Regions from separate parts of the Mus musculus genome. Here all the other regions are linked to region 2. The links are chromatin contacts, called in public Hi-C maps. All regions are on one chromosome and are shown on one strand. Each heading gives the region's core, a stretch centred on a gene start, on an enhancer-like site or on the middle of the called end of the contact. The rest is flanking DNA. Distances are from core to core; before and after follow the strand shown. Region 1 has its middle 78 kb from the start of Gm46240. Region 2 has its middle 75 kb from the start of Gm34044. Region 3 has its middle 55 kb from the start of Gm46240.

Evidence for each region. A called contact is a pair of places that touch in the nucleus more often than the background predicts.
Region 1: a contact with region 2 is called in a Hi-C map of uterus, with 5 times the contacts expected there. The contact joins two enhancer-like sites. A contact is called at or near these places in 3 of 484 Hi-C or Micro-C datasets (brown adipocytes and uterus).
Region 3: a Hi-C map of cerebellum shows a contact between it and region 2, with 3 times the contacts expected there. The contact joins two enhancer-like sites. A contact is called at or near these places in 3 of 39 promoter capture datasets (the 3T3-L1 cell line and 3T3-L1-derived adipocytes) and 6 of 484 Hi-C or Micro-C datasets (brain, cerebellar granule neurons, cerebellum and 2 more).

The regions. Positions count from the first base shown.
Region 1 is chr10:96,821,135-96,826,114 of GRCm38.p6, forward strand. No RefSeq gene overlaps it. Among named protein-coding and RNA genes, the nearest start is that of Gm46240, 78 kb to the right of the region's middle. Within about 2 kb of position 1,382, at least 60 of the 459 cell types and tissues checked have an H3K27ac peak or open chromatin away from gene starts, as enhancers often do. A contact at or near this core is called in uterus, where this site is marked.
Region 2 is chr10:97,158,238-97,162,621 of GRCm38.p6, forward strand. No RefSeq gene overlaps it. Among named protein-coding and RNA genes, the nearest start is that of Gm34044, 75 kb to the right of the region's middle. Within about 2 kb of position 1,759, at least 52 of the 459 cell types and tissues checked have an H3K27ac peak or open chromatin away from gene starts, as enhancers often do. A contact at or near this core is called in cerebellar granule neurons, cerebellum, muscle stem cells and 1 more, where this site is marked.
Region 3 is chr10:96,844,392-96,849,189 of GRCm38.p6, forward strand. No RefSeq gene overlaps it. Among named protein-coding and RNA genes, the nearest start is that of Gm46240, 55 kb to the right of the region's middle. Within about 2 kb of position 3,285, at least 15 of the 459 cell types and tissues checked have an H3K27ac peak or open chromatin away from gene starts, as enhancers often do. A contact at or near this core is called in cerebellar granule neurons, cerebellum and muscle stem cells, where this site is marked.

The sequences.
Region 1 (4,980 bases), core at 132-2,631, 340 kb before region 2:
TTGAAGCTTCTCATCATCAAGAAATGACCAATGTTTGAGAAGATGCATTAAAACGGATCTAAACATCACACATCACACAATGTAGTCGCGGATTAATGCACAGTATGGAAACTCGTTCCCACATGCTTTTATATGTTGGATAAAATAAAAGTGAGAAAATTTTAAAGGAAGAAGAAACTGAATATATGCCACCAGCACATCTGGACTAGCACATCTGGACTAGCACATCTGGATGGTTAATATGACCTTAGAGGCAACCACTGGGCAAACCTCACTAGACGTTCTACAGGGCGTACACTGGCTTTGTTTATCGTAGCAGAACATATCAGACGCTATGACCTTTGGCTTGAACTAGAAGTAAGTCTTTACTCCGCCATGTGCTCCCCTTCCCTACATTTTATCCAACAGAATAGAATTGCCTAGATTACATTCTTATCCTCATTGGTCTGTACCAGCAACATTTGAGAGTCACTATTGCCCTGGCAATGTTCCTGGTTTTGCTCCAAGATTCCTTCCGCCTGTCCATCTTCTGCAGTGCCACCAGAGAATAGTATTTCATTAACCTAAATCATACGATGTAATTTTTCCTGCTTAAAACTGTCACATCAAGACTTTGAGTTATTATTATTGTTATTGTTATTGTTATTATTATTATTATTATTATTATTATTATTATTATTACAAGGCTTGGCTCCTGCCTACCTTCCCTTTTCTCCTGGTGTCTCAAGACTGACCTCTACCTTAAAAGCTAGTATTCCTAACTGGCATTTCCAGGACAGAGGAAACTGTCACTTCCAACTTTCTCTACTTGCAGCTTGCTTTGTCATCTTTAGGTCACAGACAGTTCATCTGACTAGTTGTCTCCAGCTAGGCCAAAGTCTCCTCATAAGTTGCAAAAGTTTTCAAATATTGTCATAAATTCCCATGTATCCAGGACACCAGAGTCTGGCCTCTGCTCTAGAAACTGCTTTACCCACATGGCTCTGTTCCAGAGACACCACTATTTTCTCCGTTTGGACATTTAGAACAAGCCCCAATTCTAAGCCTCTGCCTTGTGTTCATGGAACACCTCAAGCTAAATTTATATTTTCATGACTTTGCTTCCTTTTCTGGACTCTGTCTCGTCTCCAAATTGTCAGTGGTTTCTGCTCTTCTCATTTGAGTGGCCACATGATTATGGGAACTTCCAAGGTAGGAGAAGAGCTAGTTATTAAGATGAGGCCTGTAGAGTTGGGAACAACTTATTAGTAGCTGGGTGTGGCCCACGCAAACCTGGCTCAGAATCACAGCTCTTCAGCTTGAATTCACCCTGGGGAAGAGGCTCAGCTAGCAGCTCTTTAAAGAGCACAGGCTTCAGTGCCAGCTGTTTTCCTTGTAAAACAGCTGACCAGTTTTGCTCGGTGCAATCAGAGACTTGGGTTCCTTCCCACGAGGGAAAACCGTTGACCCATTTCAGTTAGTACTGCAGAAAAATTTCCATGGGCCCAAGAGAGGTTCTTGGGAAATAAGATAGGTATCCATTCATTGTATAAAGTGACAGGCAAGGCTTGTCATTTTTCACCATTGTAAGAAGTCAGAGGCAATAAACACATGCAGGAAATTGTGGTGGTATCTCCCCCCCACAATTGCTTCTGGAACTGTTTGTTTCTTTACAAGCTTGTTATTCACTAAGCAATCAATTTTAACTCCTCCTTTGCCCTAGTTCCTGGAAACCCCTAATCTTGCCATCTTTATAGATCTGCCTATTTTGAAAATTTCAAATACATTAAACTATACAACCTCCAACTTTTTGTGTCTGCTTCATTCATGTGAGGTATGAGTTCCAGTTGATTTGTCTGTGGCATGCACCTCCTTCATGCATTCCTTCCTTTTAGTAGTTGAATAATATTCTACTGTGTGGGCAGGCCACATTTTTTTTTTATATCCATTCATCTGTTGATGTGCATTAGGGTCATTTCCACCTGCAGGTTATTACCCTGAAAGTTGCTGTTATGGCTGTTTGTGCCCTAGGTTTTATTTGAACATCTGTTTCCAATGATTTTTGGTGTGACTAGGAGTGGAATTGGAGGGTCATATGGTTCGGGAAAAAAAAAAAGATCCTTGTTTAACTTTAGTGAGGGAACCATGAAACTTTGTTTTTTCTCTAGTGGTTCAACAATTTTACATTCTAACGAGTTACGAGGAAGGATGGGTTTGGGCAAATCCTAAGAACACCATACAAAGTGTTTATATCAATAAGTGACTCATTAAAGACATTTACATGATAAGGAAGAACATCAACTCAGATTCTTAAAGTGAGATAAAGTTATCCCTCCTTCTTGGTTGAACAGACCATGATGGCTAATTATGAGTCAGTTCTGGAAAGTTCCGAGAGCAGCGTGTCAGGGCATCTACACAGAAGATTATTGGTGTAAGGTTTTTGAAATAGCCACACGTCAGCTGTTCAGAAATACAGATTCGCACTGTCTATGGCTGAGTTCTGCTTGGCTCCAGTGACACTGTTTCTGCTGAGCTTGAAAACCTCTTAAACCTGTCATTGAAAGGTAATATGTTCTTTTCTGGCTTGAATCACAACAGGGAATTCAAACTTGTAGTTCCTTTTGGAGCCTAAAGTCATTTAAAGTCAAATCACCTATGAGGATAAGCAGGGAGCTGTTTCAGGTCTGAACCCCCTCAGCCTTCCCGGAAGTCATGCCATTGGAATGCACAAGCTTGGTCGTTATTACCTCTGGGTGGCGTTCGCCTTTGCTGTATCTGTACGGACTATATTAGCTAGGTCTTCTGGGATGTTTAAGTTTTCCAATGATGTTGACAGCCTTATCCATGCCCTGGTGATATCAGATATGGATTCTTGGAGCTTCCCTTTCTCAGATCCTTGGCTTCTTCCTATCCTCAGACCACTTAACATTGGTTCAAGTTACAAGTTCAGGGGATTCCATGGCATTTCTCAAACGTCTAAGGCCCTTAAGGGAGTTCACTGGTCTGGTGCAATACCACATACTAATCCTGTCTAGCCTAGAGTTTTAAGCTTTTGAAGCTTAAGTAAATGGGCAGGTAGGAGATCCCATTGACAGAAAGTCAAAAGTCACACTAGATTATGTGTTGGCAAGTCAAAAGGAAATCATTGTTCCTCCTAGAAAAGAAGAAGTTCAATGGAGACAACTTATACTGTGAACTTGATCATCAGTCTATGTGTTGTTAGTCTTCATCGTCAACTCGACAGGATTTGGAATCGCCACATACACCTCTGGGCATGATTTGGGATTTTTTTTTTTTTGAAGAGGTTTAATCAAAATGGAGAGCTCCAATTCTAATCGGAGCAGCAGCACCTTAGTCAGCTAGTATTATGGTCCTAAACGACTGGGCGCAACTCCTGCTTGGGTTTGATCTAAGACATTTCAGTGCTTGGCATCCATTGCATTGGTACTAGGAACATCCAGCTCTGTACAGTTAACAAGAGTATAGTTCCGGTGGAGAACTTCGAATGTCACGGTCACTTTGTGCTTCTTTGTCAATTGCTTAATCTTTAACCGGTGTAAATAAGACTCTTAAGCAGTTCTTAGAAAACTGTAAAATTCTCTACCACTGAGGACATGGCCTTGTCTTCGATTTGTAAAGCCTAGTTTTCTTCTCGGGTGTGTCCCTGTTCCTATCAGTGGTATATCTCATAACTTGGGGTCTGCTGGGGCAAATGGCTCAGATGGTAAGAACATCTGTACCATTAGCCTCCCCAGGTGCAGTGCTGCAAGAGAGGATAGCTGTTTCTTGCTCATCAGTCACTCACGTTTATAATCTACCATGTAATCTAGTTTGCCTCAGAAGTATTCAGATACAGCATGCCCCAGGAATGTGACATGGACTTGGAGAAAGCAGGTCTCTCAGTTGAGAGGAGTAACCCATCAGGATGATAGCCAAGGGCCATCAGTTAAGAGCAATCTTGGTGTCTGAGAATCATATTCTTCCATCCCCTATATTGATGCTCCCAGAGTATGAAAAAGTCCACTGTGATCTCCAAGCAATTCTACTTAGACAGGTTATTGATCTGTCAACAAAAGGCAGATATGGTGAAATAATACAAGAGATACATTGAAGGAAACCATTTCCTAGGGACTTGCCAAAATGTTTTCTCATGGCTTGGTTCCCAGAGTGGTACTATTAGGAAATGACGGGCTTCACAGGACTAGACCTCATGGGAGGATCTTAGGTCACTGGAAACATGTCCTTGAATGGGATCATGAAACTCCTGCTTTTGTTTCTCTCTGTTGTTTATTGGTCACAAGATAATCGATTTCTGTACCCCAGGTATTTTGTCTTAGTGATAAGGAACAAAGGTTATTTGGGTCCATCGTTTATAGTTTACACTCCACAGCTGGGTGGATCTATGGCTTTTAGTACTCTATTCAACTGATAGATAGCAATGGGAGGGAGACTGGGAGGGAGAGAGGCTAGAAGGAGGGGTGGGTCACATCTATTATTCCATTCACTCAGTATCTTTGGGAATGAATAAGAAATAAAATTGTCTTAGGCAAAAATCAAAGAAAGCAAAAGAAAAGACAGAAGAAAAGAATGAATAAATTAGAGAGGCTATCTTCAGCAACCTTGCTTTCAAGCAGTTATCTCTGAAGGATTGGACTTCAAGTCAGAAAGACGTGAGGCTAAAATGGATGCTAGAAATGAAAACTATAGAATATGATCAATGCGTGACTGAATCCACATGAAAACTGTCACAAAAAATGCCTTAAGGATTTCTTGTAGACTTCAGTCAAACATCTAAGATATTGTTCCTATATAAAGTAGATCCAGCACTTACACGTGGAATTTTATGCCTCCTAGAGAGGCCAAACTCAAGAGTAATGTGAGCATCAGTTTGGGCAAAAACGATGGTGCACACACACAGAGGCCCCACCCCTTTTTTTAAAGGGAAAGAAAACCTAACAAGAACACACCAATAATACCCAACTCCACTTTAAAAAGCAGCTT
Region 2 (4,384 bases), core at 509-3,008:
ATTCCTTAGTAGCCTGTAATTGTTTTGACTAGTGGCACAATGTGTCCCTGTGAGATTTCCCTCTTCCACTGTACCATATCTGTGGGTGTCGTCCTCATTCAGGCCTTGTTTGGGCAGTCATACTGTTGGTGTATCATGGGTGAAGCTTCTAGAAGACACAATCATGCAGTAAATTTTTCTGGTTCTCTGCCACGTGCAATCTTTCTGGCCCTTTTAATTCATCATCTACCCCCTGAATTGGCTCCTAAGCATGTTCCTAAGTTGGACTGCAAATCAGTAGTTCAGTGAAAAAAAAATCCTCAAATGCCAAGTTCAAGCTCCATGTTATTCAGATTATTTTGGTATTTTCCATGTTCGAGGCATGCATATGATGTTCAAATACTGACTGCATCAAGACTGCACAATGATTTCACCAACAAAGTCCACTAGGTCAGTTAACCTCCTCCTTCCCAACATAGCATCACTTTGCTGATTTCAAATGAGTCTCCACTAAGCTGTTCAACCATTTCCCCCCTCCTCCTCCCCGCCCCTTAGCTCTCGGCTGTCTCTGACTTATTGTACTGGAATCAGCAAAATCATACTGAAGGCTCATTTGTACGTAATTTCTTCAGAAGCAGCCTCTACAATAAAATGCTCAAGTTCAAGGATTCATAAACGGTTCCACACAAAGCAAGATTTATGAGACAAAGCTCAGGGAGTCTTGGTTAATCATTACAAATCACAATTGCACATGTCTGGTTCTAGGGTTGTACTCTTCTTGATGCTGAAGGCTACTTAGGGCAGGATGCACCCTTTCATAATCTTTGGTTTGTCTGTTTCAATGCCGAGAAAATAAGCACAGAGGGGGGTCTGCTTTGTATCTCCGAGATGGGACAATAGCTCTAATCTGCAATCTTTTATTTTGTTTTCAACTGTTCCAAGACCAATTTCAATTTAACTTGCTTGCTTTTCTTGTCTCTTGATAAAAAGCTGTTTTGATTGCAGGGGGCCTGGAGGCAATGGTGGGAGGCAAACTCGGAGATTCTCTCTCTCTCTCTCTCTCTCTCTCTCTCTCTCTCTCTCTCTCTCTCTCTCTCGTGTGTGTGTGTGTGTGTGTGTGTGTGTGTGTGTGTGTGTGTGTGCGTTCATGCGTATAAAGGAGAAGGAATAGGGGACAGCATCCATGGGCTGTATTTGTTAATCTGCTTAAAACCCTAACAGATTTTTTTTTCAACTGAAATTTGGCCAATGTTAATTGTACAGGCAGAATTCACACTGGGAAAATCTCCTTGGGTAGGGAGAGAAAGACAGGAAGCACAGCCTGCCTGTTATATAAGATGTTTATTTCCATCCAGTCCAATCCACCATAAGCAGTACAGAAAATAGGCCAGTGCTGCTGCTGACCAATGATGTCACTGTATCATCAGGGTGGGGGTGGGGAACTGGGCACCACACTGATGAACAGGAGAATTTCCTATCACCATTGCTGTCTCGTAGGAGTCTTTATTCCTGGAGTTGCTGGTCTTGGCTCCATTTGATACTTATTTTTTCAGGATGTGTAGTAGCTGGGTGGCGACCATTGATGGGAGCTTCTGGATAAGGCACACAAATCTTAAAACAGGGTTGCTTTTTTTTTTTTTTTTTAAATCAAGTCTCTGAAACTTAAAAGGATTGGATCATGTCAGCCAAATGCTGGCTATCCTGGAAAATGGTACAGGGAGGAGGGAATGGATGGTCATCCCGATGTGAGGTACTAGGCAGTGTCTTTATGTACCGAATAGCTCATTCTGCAGATTGTCTTCCTCACTCATGCTACCTTGCATGTGTGCTCGAGCAGGGGATGCTCATAAAGACTGCGACTCAAATGCACAGCTTTGCAAACATCTCTAATGAGCTTATCATCTGTAATGTAATGGAGACATCTTTATAACTTATATAAAGTGAGTGGGTAAAGTGAGTGAAATGAGGTGTGTGCCCCCAACTTTTTTCCCTATTGCTTTAATATCGACAGCAAACTGAGGCCACATTCCTATACATTACAAAGGGTGACTCGGTTACACAGAGAAGGCCACTTATTGCAAGTAACCACTCTGTGTTTTGGTTTATGGAACTCCTGGCAAACTCGTGTTTTTCTGTCATGAAAAAATCTTCAGGGTTACTCTAATTGACCCAGTTTTTCCATAAATACCGTTCTGGTGGATTGCTGTTCCGTTCTCCCTCTAGAGGAAATAGTGAGCATTACAACTCAGTCTCAGAGAGGTGGGGGAAGCAGTCTAATTGAAATACAGGCTTGAGACTAATAACATAGCTCAGTACTAGAAGCCATCACGATCAGGAACTCTAAATGCACAGCCCCTTCTGTATTCGTCCAGTGCCAGTATCAGTATGTGTATTTTCCCTAAAGCAAACAAGCAAACAAAATGTCTTTAACCCTGTTCAAGTGTCTTTCCTGAAAACAACGGATGTACTGAGATAGCCATCTTCTTGTATACTGGGAATATAGAAGGCTGGATGTCAGGCTGCTGCTTATTCACCGGTAGTCCATTTCCTCTGGTAAAATTAAAATATTTGTCTTTTTCTCCAGTCAAATAAGAAACTAATAAAATGTATAAAGGGCATAAGAGGTGACTTATAATAGAGAGTTCTTTTCTTTTCCAAAAAACTCATAGCCATACTTAGAAGTAAACACACAGAGATACACACACACACACACACACACACACACACACACACACACACACTTTACAACTACCACCACCACCAAATAGACCTTACAGGAAGTTTCTTCTCTGTTTGATATCTCCTCATCTAAGCTCCTGCCTTACATTTCAGAACAATGACAGGACTTGTCTCTCCAGTGTGGGTACCGTGGAAAGGCCAGCACAAGGAGATAGCCTGGGTGACAGGAAGTCTGTTATCAGAAATCTGTGCCAGTGCAGGGAGGGGCTGACGAGTGGAAGGCTAGAGGAAAAAGGGAGGGGAGACTTAATGTATGTCCTTGTAAAAAGAAGCCAGTGTGTGTTCTATCTGCATTTTGAAAGCTTGAGCAATTACTAATGAAATGTTTGCTTCTTCAAATTATTGTTGGTGAGAGTAACGGAAGCATTAGAAATTTTCTTTCATTTATTTCTTTAGTGCTGTCTGTTATTTTATGGATAATACATGTGATAAATTCCATGAGGTGGTAAGTAAATATTGCTTCTTTTCTACTCTCTAATCTCTTAACTCCCCTCACAAACACACACAGCACAGAATTTACCATCCTCTTATGATTGGTCTGGGGATCTGAGACCATGCGCAGAAGTCACATCATACACCTTGAGCAGGTGGTCTTTATGTATCTCGGAATATATATTCATCAATTCATCAATTGATGAATAAAGAGCCCATGGAATTTAAAGACACAAAGACTGGGTCTTCGGGAAGGTTTGGAGGACGTAAGAAACAGAGGAAATGAAGTAATTATATTATAATCTCAAAAGTAAAATAAAGAATTAAAAATATTTCCTGAGACAATATACATATAAATAAGAATATACATTATGTACTTAGTCAGTGTTCCATTGCCACGAAGAGACCCCATGACCACAGCAACTCTTATAAAGGAAAACATTTAATTGGGTTTTCCTTATGGTTTCAGAGGCTTAATATGAACTGACATTCTAGCAGAAAGCCGGTGTGCAGGCAGACATGGTGCTGGAGAAGTTGAGAGTTGCACATCTGGTCCATAGGCAGCAGGAAGAGGGAGAGACTCTAGGTTTGGCCTAGGCTTCTGAAACCTCAAAGACCATCCCCAATGACACCCTTCTTCCATGAACCCTTCCAAATAGTGCTCCCTCCAAGCATTCAAATATATGAGCCTATGTGGCCATTCTTATTCAAAGCACATTATACATGTATATTTGATTCTCTTGACTTTAGGAACTATGTTCTACAGGTTCTTTGTGATCACCAAATTGAGTTTTGTGTCTATTGTAGTACTGTTCCTATGGGGAACACAAAAGCAGGTTTCTGTAAGCCTCTTGTCTACTGATCAATATATAATCTTATTTTATGTGTGGAGACATCTTACTTATGATTCATTAACATCGAACTCACAGTCAATGGCATTATAATTCATGCCTGGACAAAGCTCTTCTGTCACACGTTTTCTTGGCAAGGCACACAGCAATATTCATGCATGGAGGAATACTAGACAGCACATTCACACTTGCCTCAAAAAGTGCTTTAAAGAATAAAATTATCAAGAAGAAACAAGAAAAATTGGGAAAATCCAGCACTTATTAGATCATGAAAAGGATATTCATTTATGAAAAGAGTTGCCAAAACGCAGTAGTGCGTCACTCCACCTAGAACTTTCCCCCCCCCCCCCCCCGTATTGGTTTACGAAGTCACAGAATTTAGC
Region 3 (4,798 bases), core at 2,035-4,534, 310 kb before region 2:
TTCATGTGCTGGCTAATTTTACATCAGCTTGACACAGTCTAGAATCATTTGAGAGGAGGCAATTCTAGTTGATAAAAGGTTTTCATAAGAAGAGGCTTCAGGAAAGCCTGTAGAACATTTTCTTGATTAGTGATTGATATGGAAGAGGCCAGTTCACTCTGGCTGGGCTGATGGTCCTGGGTTCTACAAGAAAGCAGGCTGGGAAATCTATGGAGAGTAAGCCAGTAAGCAGCACCCTCTCCATGGCTTCTGCATCAGCTCCTGCCTCCAGGTTCCTGCCCTGTTTGAGTTCCTTTTCTGACTTCTGTTGATGATGAACAGTGATGTGGAAGTGTAAGCCAAATAAACCCCCTTTTCCCCAAGTTGCTTTGGTCGTGGTGTATTATCACAGCAATAGTAACCCTAACATAGACATTCCTGTGGGAATCTGATGCCTTTGAGATGATGGCCTTAGATTTAAACATAAGAGGGTGATTTTATTTTATTTTATTTTATTTTATTTTATTTTTTATTAGATATTTTCTTTATATACATTTCAAATGCTATCCCGAAAGTTCCCTATACCCTCCCTCTGTACTTATCCCCTACCAACCCACTCCCATTTCTTGGCCCTGGTATTCCCCTGTATTGGGGCATATAGAGTTTGCAATACCAAGGGGCCTCTCTTCCCAGTGATGGCCGACTAGGCCATCTTCTGCTACATATGCAGCTAGAGATACGAGCTCTGGGGGTACTGGTTAGTTCATATTGTTGTTCTACCTATAAGATTGCAGACCCCTTCAGTACCTTGGGTGCTTTCTCTAGCTTTTCCACCCTAACATACACATTCCTGTGGGAATCTGATGCCTTTGAGATGATGGCCTTAGATTTAAACATAAGGGGGTGATTTAAATGATGATGTGCTGGACTTCAAACAGAGCTCTCTGCAGAGATAATGTGAATCGTTAGTCAGTTCTTTTGAATTCTCTGCTGAGTTGTCCCATTTCTGTTTGCTGAACTGATGAGTTATGATGTAAGCAGTTAAGGCAATTAAGGTTGTACCAGACACAGTGTTCTTACGGGCTGTCTGCTGACGGTTGAGGCAGCAGGAGACCTGTCACCCTCATCCTGGAACAACAGGAAATGTTATCAGTTAATGTTACCTCTTAGGAAAGATATGACTTGAAATAGAAAAACACCTTCTGTTTTCCGATGCTAAGATCACGTTTCTGCTTTAATAACAAATTAAGTTCAGGCATAATTGGCTCTGAGTTATTCAGTATCATGCAGGCTATATAAGCAAGTAAAAAAAAATATCTTCTAAGTAACGTCTTCTAATCTTTACGTGAATGAAAGACCTTTGGCAAGTCTTTGATCTCTGGTACCCAGGGTCTTCGTCTGCCTGACAAGGACTTAGAAAAGATTTTAGGCATGGTAGTGGATCAAAAACAGACTTGGTTTCAGAATGGCGGAAGGCAGCCTTGGAATCTCTGCACATGCGCAGTACTTCAGGGCAAAGTTCTTCAGTTCATTCCCTTGGCCAGTGAGGACTGAGAACAACTCAGCTCAATGGTCATCACCCCCCTCCACTTTTGTAAGACGCAGGGATTCTCCTTTGGTCATCACTGTCATGGTTAGTGAATTTGTTATTTGTGATCAAATTTGCAGTTTTGCCATGGTGAGAGTGTTCAAAAAGACAACGTGAGTTCTGTTTATTCTGCTTCTGGCCTGAGTCTCCAGGAGGTGGAGTGTGGATGCCAGTGGCTGCTGATACAGGGAGAAGGCAGCAGCAAAATGAGAGCTGTGCAGAGTAGGTCTGTACACTCCCGGAACGTTTGGAACCTGGGGTGAACAAGCCCTGACACAGAATGGTAGCATCAGCTTAGAATGGAGAGATTACAGACTTGATATACCCACCAGCAAGAAACTGCAACCCCTACATTTCTAGAAAAGATACAAACGAAAATGTCAGAGTAAATAGGTTGGCATTATGGAAGAACCTGGGTAGGTAGATTAAAAAAAAAATGCAGTAAGAAAGAAAAAGCAAAAGTCTCCCTCCCATTTCTGCCACTGCCTGGGGGATGTCCACAGCTTACAATTTGCTATGGTCCTCTTCAAATGTTGTCCTTGCATGGACGATCCTTATAAAATATCGCTGGTGTCTAGTCTATCATTGATACTTTGACTAAAATGTGTTATAATAAACACGTTATAGTTCTAGTACACGACTATCTAATATACCGAGCAGAACTCTTTAAGGGCCTCTGGGGGTTTTTGTTGAAAAGATGGACCCTAATTTAAAAAGCCAGTTCCCTGATGGGGGGCATTTTAAACATTCCCTGTTCTTTGCCCTGATACTATTTATGATAGTGATATTTTTACTCAAATGTGTTTTATCATTTGTACATCTATCTAAGTGGTATATGGTCAATAAGCTAAAATACTTGGGATAATTAATTTCCAAGTTTTCCTCCTAAACTTTGATGTTTCTTTATAAGGCCACGGAGATGGGAGGGTTTCTATTGTTACCATTTGATCAACTTGAAACATTGTTGCTGTTTTGGGATTTTTGCCAGTTCCATGGACCCATTGTTATCGAGTAGCTTTCATTTGCATTTCTTTCACCTTCAGGCTGAAGGTTTTTTTTTTTTTTTAAGAAAAATTGAAGAGACTCACACAAAATACATAAGTTCCTAGTTAGATGGTAATGAAAGCACAGAACTAAAGGGTGTGTTGGAGGGATTTAAGCAGAATGCAGGAACTCATTTGCATTTTCTAATCAGAAATGCATTTATTTTTCTCTTTGTCCCGCATAGTCTTCCAATTTGAATATTCAGCAGGAGAAGAAGGCTGACTGAATACTTAGACTGTAACAATAGTCGGGCACACTCCATTCTCACGACTGTGCTCTATCTTTGTAAGGTGAAACACTTCAACAGAGAAAATCTCAATTTTAAATCCGGAGGGCTCACTGCTGAAGTCCTTTCCACCACGGTGGAAACAGGAAAACTGTTCCGAGACAAATTGACCCTTGCAAAGAGCCTTGACATAGCCTGAATCCAAGCATCGTCCCCTGTCCACTATACTCCTCTCTGTCTCCCTCAGCCTTGCCAAAGCCAAGGTCAGCACATGCCCTACTTCAAGGATGGTCCTCAACATGAACTTCCTGTGTTCTCTGGCTGGTAGCACACTTTCAAAAAAAAAAAAAAAATCGGTCCTGGCACATTTGTTCTCTCACCAGGTTCTCCTTCCCCGCTCTTCCTGTCCTCCTTCCTTCTTCCCTCACAAGCCTCTCAGCACTCTTCTGGCAGAATCTTGTCTCACTGCAGGGAGCAGCTTTCTTCACCTAGCATCACCATCACCACACATTCTTCTCTTATACACCATCAAGAGGAGCATCCCCCACTTACTCCTGGCTTCATCCCTTGGTCCCCTCTCTCATATTCTCTCTCTTCCTCTTTTTATTTCTTCTCCACCTCAACCACAGGACCCGTGTTGCTCAGCCTCTTTGCCTTTGTCCTACATTAGTTCATCAGAAATCTGGTCCTTTTAGTCAACCATGAATGCCCGAGAGCATGCACTTGGATAGAGCCATGGCTATTGGTGCCAAGGCAGAGTGGTATGCATGATGAATTATGAAAGCCTTTCCTGGACAAGTTTGGAATCTCTGGTCTGCCAGGGCACTGCACCAATGAATGAGGACATGTGTGACAAATCAGAAAATCCTTCTTAGGAAACAAATGGTTGGGAAGAGAATTATGTAGATGACTACTGTGACAAACTGAAGATATGAACGTCCCCCCAGGGGTGACCTGAAAACAAGTCTCTTCTCATTTATGTTTAAGCAGAATGACTGATTAAAGGTTAGCTAATATAGTCCAGACTTGATTTCTCAAACTTCCATAACAAGTACTTTTTTTCTGTGTTTGGCTATGTACTAATGCTGTAAACAAATACTCCCCTAATTATTAGGATGCTTGTTTGCCTATCTATCCATCTGTCTGTCTGTCTATCTATCTATCTATCTATCTATCTATCTATCTATCTATCTATCCATCTGTCCATTCGTCCATCCATCCATCTGCCCACCCACCCACCTATCGATCATACTTCTTTGTTTTTTTGTTTCTGTCTGTCATCTGTCTTTCTGTCTTTCTTTTTTCTTTCCTTCAGTCTGCTCGCCCCTCCCTCCTTCCTCCCTCCCTCCCTCCTTCCTTCTTCCCTTCCTTTCTTTTTTATTTTAGCTTGGAGGGCTTGGACCTATGTCCAGCTCATGCTAGGCAAGTGTTCCACCATAGAACCACACCTCCAGCCCCATCAAGAGCGGTTGCCATCTGGCTTTTGTGGCCACTCTCCTTGCAAGTGGTAAGTTCAACTACTGCCAGATTTTCTTTGCTCATCTTTTTTTTTTTTTTTTTTTTGCTATTACAAGACTAAGACCTGGATTTGTTAAGCCAGGCATTTCTGGCTTGAGAAACATACTTGCACACATGAATGCTTCTCACATTCTTTACCACTTATGAATTATTCAATCTAGTGTTTTCCTCTGTGCACTGGATACAAAATTTCCTTCTCTCTCCTTCTTTTAGAAACAAGAAGAAAGTTTTGCCCTTTTTTTCCCCATGTATATTTCTCATTGTTAGATAATTATTATCAGGAAGAAAAATCAAATGTTATTAGCATCTATGTAGCCTGGCTGGCCTGGAATTCACTATGTAGACCATGCTGGCTGGTCTTAAACTTACAGACATCCACATACCTCTATCTCTCTGCTGGGTTTAATATTGTGTGCCACCAAGCTCAATGATTGTTATTATTA